Linked DNA regions of Sus scrofa: region 2 is linked to region 1. Evidence: chromatin contacts called from public Hi-C data. All regions are on one chromosome and are shown on one strand. The core of a region is the stretch at or near the end of the contact, and the rest is flanking DNA. Distances in the headings are between cores, read along the strand shown.

Region 1 (2,706 bases), core at 60-2,559:
CTTCCAAGACTCTTCTGTGTTCATCTCAGATGCTTGTCAGTTGAAGGGCCCAACCATAAAGTAACTCTGGACTACAGAGGGAGGAGTCAAGCAAAACCAATTACTCCTTTTTTTTTCTTTTTAAGGCCAAACCTACAGCATGTTGAAGTTCCCAGGCTAGGGGTCGAATCAGAGCTATAGTTGCTGGCCTATGTCACAGCCACAGCCATGGTGGATGTGAGCCACATGTGTGACCTACACCACAGCTCACGATAATGCCAGATCCTGAACCCACTGAGTGTGGCCAGGGATCAAACCCGAGTCCTCATGGACGATATCGGGTTCTTAACCTGCTGCTCCACCGTGGAAACTCCCAATTCCTCCTCCTCCCTTTTTTTTTAAACTGAATCCATCTTTTAATTTGAAATTAAATTTTGTTTCATTTTATTAGTTAATTTCATTAATTTTATTAGTTTTTAGGACTGCCTCTGTTAAAGAATATCAATTACTTACACACTGGGGCTATAGATTCAATTTTACTTTTCAAACCACCAAAAAGACAGATACCCACATTAGGTAGCAAGGCCCACACCGTGGAGTCCCTTTCCAATGCTCATTCCTCGAAGGTCATTTGAAGTTCATCTTAAGTTAAGCACGTGGCCGCTATCTCTTAAAACAGATCCCACTTCACTCAGAAACCATTCCATCAGTCCCTTCCCTGGCAAGGAGGACTCAAAATCCATCAGGAAAACCGAGGGCAGCCCCCAGCCTGCCACAGGGGAGCCACAGCAGAGGCCTGGGCCCATAAGAAGGGGTCTGTGCTTCCCCTTCCCCAAGAGAGGCAGGAGAAAGGAAGTCCAATCCCTGCCCCACATTCCTCCCTCCCCAGGCACCCCATCCCCCCAACCCCTGGTGATGAGCAGGGTTTAACTAGAGACCAGGGATAAAGCAAGTACTCACATGTGCCTGGGACCCAGAGAGCTGCAGATCCACCGCAGCTGGGGGTCAGGATGCCCCCTGGGCATCAGCTCTGTGCCCTCGAGCCCCCTTGCCAAGTAGCCCTTCCGGATACCCCCTCACCTTGTGAGAAGGCCGCATCCCTTGGTGCTTCCAGCAAGCGGGGACTCCCGGCTCTGAGTGGCTCCAGGCACAAGAGTCCCTTAGCTCTCCCCTCACCTGGTCTCTCCAAGGTCAGGGGGTCTTCAGAGCATCCCTGCTGGCCAGGGATCCCCAGTTCTGAGCCTTCTGAGCCGTCAGCCCCGGTGTGAGCTGCTCTGAAGTCAGGAGTCAGGCCATGGCCAGCTTCTAACGTGCTCGTGCTCGGGGACTTCACTTCCTGGTTTTTCTTTCACAACTGAAAGTGGAAGCGTTTTGACCAGAAGGAGAAAAGCCGCCAACGCTCCTCTGGCTCAGTGTCAAAGCCTTTACCACCAGTCCCTAAGGGCTGACACATAAGCCAGCCTGTATCCACACAACACACCCTTTCCCTGTTTGTCTGCTTACTGCTAAACCAAGACCAAAACCCAGACAAAAATGACTCGAGGTGCCCTCCTCAGACCACCAGTGTCAGAGAGGCAAGGTTCGCCGCTGCCTTCCCAGGACAGATGTGGCCAAGGGTACCTCGGCCCTCATGTCCTTCCAAGACCCTGGGGATACCTGCTGGCCAGCCAAGTCCTGGGTCACCCCCTCTCCAATGCCCAGCCTGTCTCTGAAGCAGTTCTGATAAAGTCAACCAAAGAAGGAACTCAGGAATGACAGGGACAGTGAGGGAGAGTCTGTTCTTTTCCTCTGATATATCGGCTCATCCTTTTCATATCTCAAAACTGAAAATACAAATGTATTTGGCTACCTCCCTCACCTCCCAGATTAAAAGCTGGCAAATTTTGGAGTTTCTGTTATGGCTCAGTGGTTACGGAACCCAACTAGCATGAGGATGTGGGTTCATTCCCTGGCCTTGCTCAGTGGGTTAAGGATCCAACATTGCCGTGAGCTGTGGTGTGGATTGCAGATGCAACCTGGATCCCGTGTTGCTGTGGCTATGATATAGGCTGGCAGCTACAGCTCTGATTGGAGCCCTAGCCTGGGAACCTCCATATGCCTAGGGTGCAGCCCTAAAAAGACAAAAAGACACACACACAAAAACCTGGGAATTTTTAAAATTAGGAACCCACAGAGTTCCCTAGTAGCCTAGTGGTTAAGGACTTGGTGTTGACACTGCTGTGGCTTGGGTTTAGTCCCTGGCCCGGGGAATTTCTGCATGGAATACATGACCAAAAAAAAAAAACAAACAAACAAAAAAAAAAAAACGCATATGCCATTAGCTGTCAGACTGATCCTGCATTTTGTCTTGGAGGCTCTGGAAAACTGCTGTATGCTTATGAGACAATGATCATGGGAAAAGCAAATCACTACTTGGCATGATTATAAAAAGTGCTTTGAATGTGCAGATGCCCTGGCAAGGGTCTTGGGTATTGGTCTACAGAGCACTAGGACCTGTAGTTGTTTCTTTTTTTTCCTTTCCTTTCGTGTGTGTGTGTGTGTGTGTGTGTGTGTGTGTGTAGGGCTGCACCTGCGGCATATGGAAGTTCCTAGGCTTGGGGTTGAATCGGAGCTATAGCTGCCGGCCTACACCACATTGACAGCAACACTGGATCCTTAGCCCACCGAGCAAGGCCAGGGATCGAACCAGTGTCCATGTGGATACTAGTCGGGTTTATTACCACTGAG
Region 2 (2,706 bases), core at 104-2,603, 560 kb before region 1:
AGGTAGGGGCTCGTCAGGTCGGGGATCATGATGAAGGGGTAGCCGGGATACGGTGGCCCCTTAAAGAGCCCTCCATCTTGCCTCTTGGCCGCTAACATGGCGGGACGGCGAGGGGACGGCGGCGGCCGCGCGGACCGGGAGAGAGCGAGGAGAAACTTTTTAGAAAGTGCCCCAAGTGGCCGGGCGCCCCGGCCCGGCCGGGGCACGCGGGGCGGCGGGCCCGGGGGGCAGCTCCCGGCGGCTGCGGGGCGCGCGGGACGTACTCACCTTCTTCCAAACTTTCCCGGGATTTATCTCGGAAACTTTCGGAGCGAGGCGGAGGCCGTCTTTCCGCCTTCCCGGAGGGGTGGAGGTGGGGAGGGCGAGGGGCAAACGGCACGCAGAGGGGGGAGAAGGGGGAGAAAAAGAATCAGTGGGGTGGGGGTTTGGGGGGAGAGAAAAACAGGGTTACAACTTTTTGCAATGGTGGCACCACACGCACACGCCGCCCGCCCGGCCCCGCGGCGCCCTACCGCCGCCCCCAGCCCCGATTTCTCCCCTGTAAGCAACCTTTGCCAAGCCCAGGAAATAGATTCAGAACCCCACCAGCCCGAGGGGCTTTTCCTACCTCGGAATCGGAGGAGCTGTTTTGATTCGTTTCTGATTCATTGACTAGAGACGATTTGACATCAGCTAAATCCCTCTCTGCCGAGGAGTTTTCGGAGCTCTTCTCCTCCTGCTCGCCCTCGTCTTTGAAGGAAATCAGTTCGTCGTTGGCGCCTAGGTCATCTCCTCCACCGCCGTTCAGCTGCGGCATTTTTTTCACCCACCAGCAGCAATTTTGGAAGAAAAATGAAGGAGGAAGAAAAGCCAAAAAAAAAAAAAAAACCCAAAAAGTTTTACCCCCCCAAAAAAAATATTGCAAGAAAAAGACGAGTCCAAGGTGAACTTTTTTTCTGCTTTGGGGTCTTTTTCTCCTGGGGAGGGGAAAGAGGGAGGAGGGGAGGGGAAGGGGGGGGAGATCTTCTGCACGCGTGAGTTTGGGTTTCTTTTTTCTCTCGTTCCCAAGGATCCGATCAATGTGCAAAAAAATAATAAATAAAAAAAGGGGGGTAAAAAAAAAAACACCACCAACAACAACAAGAAGTCAGATATAAAGAGCAAAGGGGGGGGAAGCCGAAGATACAGGAGGAGCTCGTGCCGCTCGGATTTGAGTGAGTTGAAGTTAGACTGAGAGCTTTTCAGTTCAAAGGCGGCGCTGATTGACAGATAGAAAAAGGGGGATCGAAATCCGGAGGAACGGAGTAGTCTGGGAGCGGAGATTATTGACAGGGCGAGAGGAACACACTCGCTTAATGAGATGCCGAGGGGCGGGGCCGGCCGGGTGACGTCTGCATAAATAAACAGCCGGAGTGGGCGGGGCGGGGGCGGCTAACAATGATCCTTTCGGGCGCCGGGAGAGGGAGGAGGGAGAGGAGGAGGAGGAGAGGGGCGGGGGAGGAGAGGGGCAGAGAGACAGAGGGAGGAGTGTGCAGGGGGAGAGGCCTGCGCTGAGAGTGTGCGAGCCCGGGAGTCTGGGCGAGGGAACGGGGACTCGCTCCGGGAGGGGGCCGGCTTCAGAAAGACAATGCGGGGTAGGAGAGGAGGGGAAGAGGGTGGCGACCGAGTCAGGAATCCGAGCCGGGAAAGGCGGAAGGAAAGCCCACTTGGGGGGCGGGGATGGGGAGAGGCCCAGAAAAAGTGCACTTTGGAAACATTAGAAATAAGTCTTAAGGAAGGGGAAAAGGAGGAGAGTGTTGTGGGGAATGGGTGGGAGGGTGGGGTGCTTGGTGGTTTAGCCAGCAGTGAAATCAGCCACCCTCGGGCGGGATGTAACAGAAGTGGTCGAAAAAGAGAGATCAACCCTCCACTTTCAGAGAGCCTGGGGAAGTGGAGGGCTGGGCAAAGTTCCTGGTCATCTGCAGTGAAAGAAACTATTAACCCACGAGGTCTTCCCTCCCCTTTTTGTTTATTAATAGTGAATCATTTCATTAAATCTTGTCTCACTAGACTAAATATGCCAAAATGACTTTTTATCCAAAAAAAAAAAAAAAATTCCAACACTGTGGTGTTTGTCAGGGGCATTAAAAATATCCTTAAGGAAAAATGCATGATTCATTTCAATGTAGTGTTGTGGCTTTTTGTTTGTTTGTTTGTTTTAACTGAGTTGGAGGTGGTAGGAAATGAGTTAGGATTCAAAGTCCTTTCTGGCTTTGGAAGTGAAAAGTTTGGGCGTTAACATCACCAGGGAAAATAAAACTGAAAGTTCACCAACCTCTGGGATCAGTGGTGCTGGAGTCTTTCTGGAAGGGGGTCTGAAATGAAATTCCCGAAAGACTGACCAAATAATCAAGATGTAGATGGCTCTGGCAGGAAATTGCTAACCCAGCTGATGCTTGAAGGCCTCAGGGAGGAGATGGAAAACCTGAGGTTTGAGGCAGGTATTTGTTGATTTTTAGGCTCTCTTGGGGAAGTAGATTGATTCACTACAAATGGGAAAGAAAATTATGTTAAAGGGGAAAAGGCCTGGGTCCCAAAACGCAGTATTCCTGGAAAATGGAGCAAGAACACTGATTTTCTTGCAAATATCCAATGAGAAGTGGACAGGAATCTACCATATGAAAGAGACAAAAAGAACCAGAAAAAAAGAAATCAAAAGAAATCAGCAAATTGTCTGTGAGGAACAGT

Evidence for each region. A called contact is a pair of places that touch in the nucleus more often than the background predicts.
Region 2: a Hi-C map of liver shows a contact between it and region 1, with 6 times the contacts expected there. The contact joins the promoter of TCF7L2 here to the promoter of ACSL5 in region 1. A contact is called at or near these places in 1 of 47 Hi-C or Micro-C datasets (liver) and 1 of 2 datasets of contacts at active chromatin or transcription factors (alveolar macrophages).

What each region holds. Positions count from the first base shown.
Region 1 is chr14:122,779,424-122,782,129 of Sscrofa11.1, reverse strand. It overlaps ACSL5 (acyl-CoA synthetase long-chain family member 5), which reads right to left and starts at 1,309. Exons shown (of 22, transcript NM_001195321.1): 1 at 1,060-1,309. It also overlaps the pseudogene LOC100626929.
Region 2 is chr14:123,342,342-123,345,047 of Sscrofa11.1, reverse strand. It overlaps TCF7L2 (transcription factor 7-like 2), which reads right to left and starts at 1,353. Exons shown (of 17, transcript XM_005657478.3): 1 at 608-1,353; 2 at 268-334; 3 at 1-91. The coding sequence starts at 796.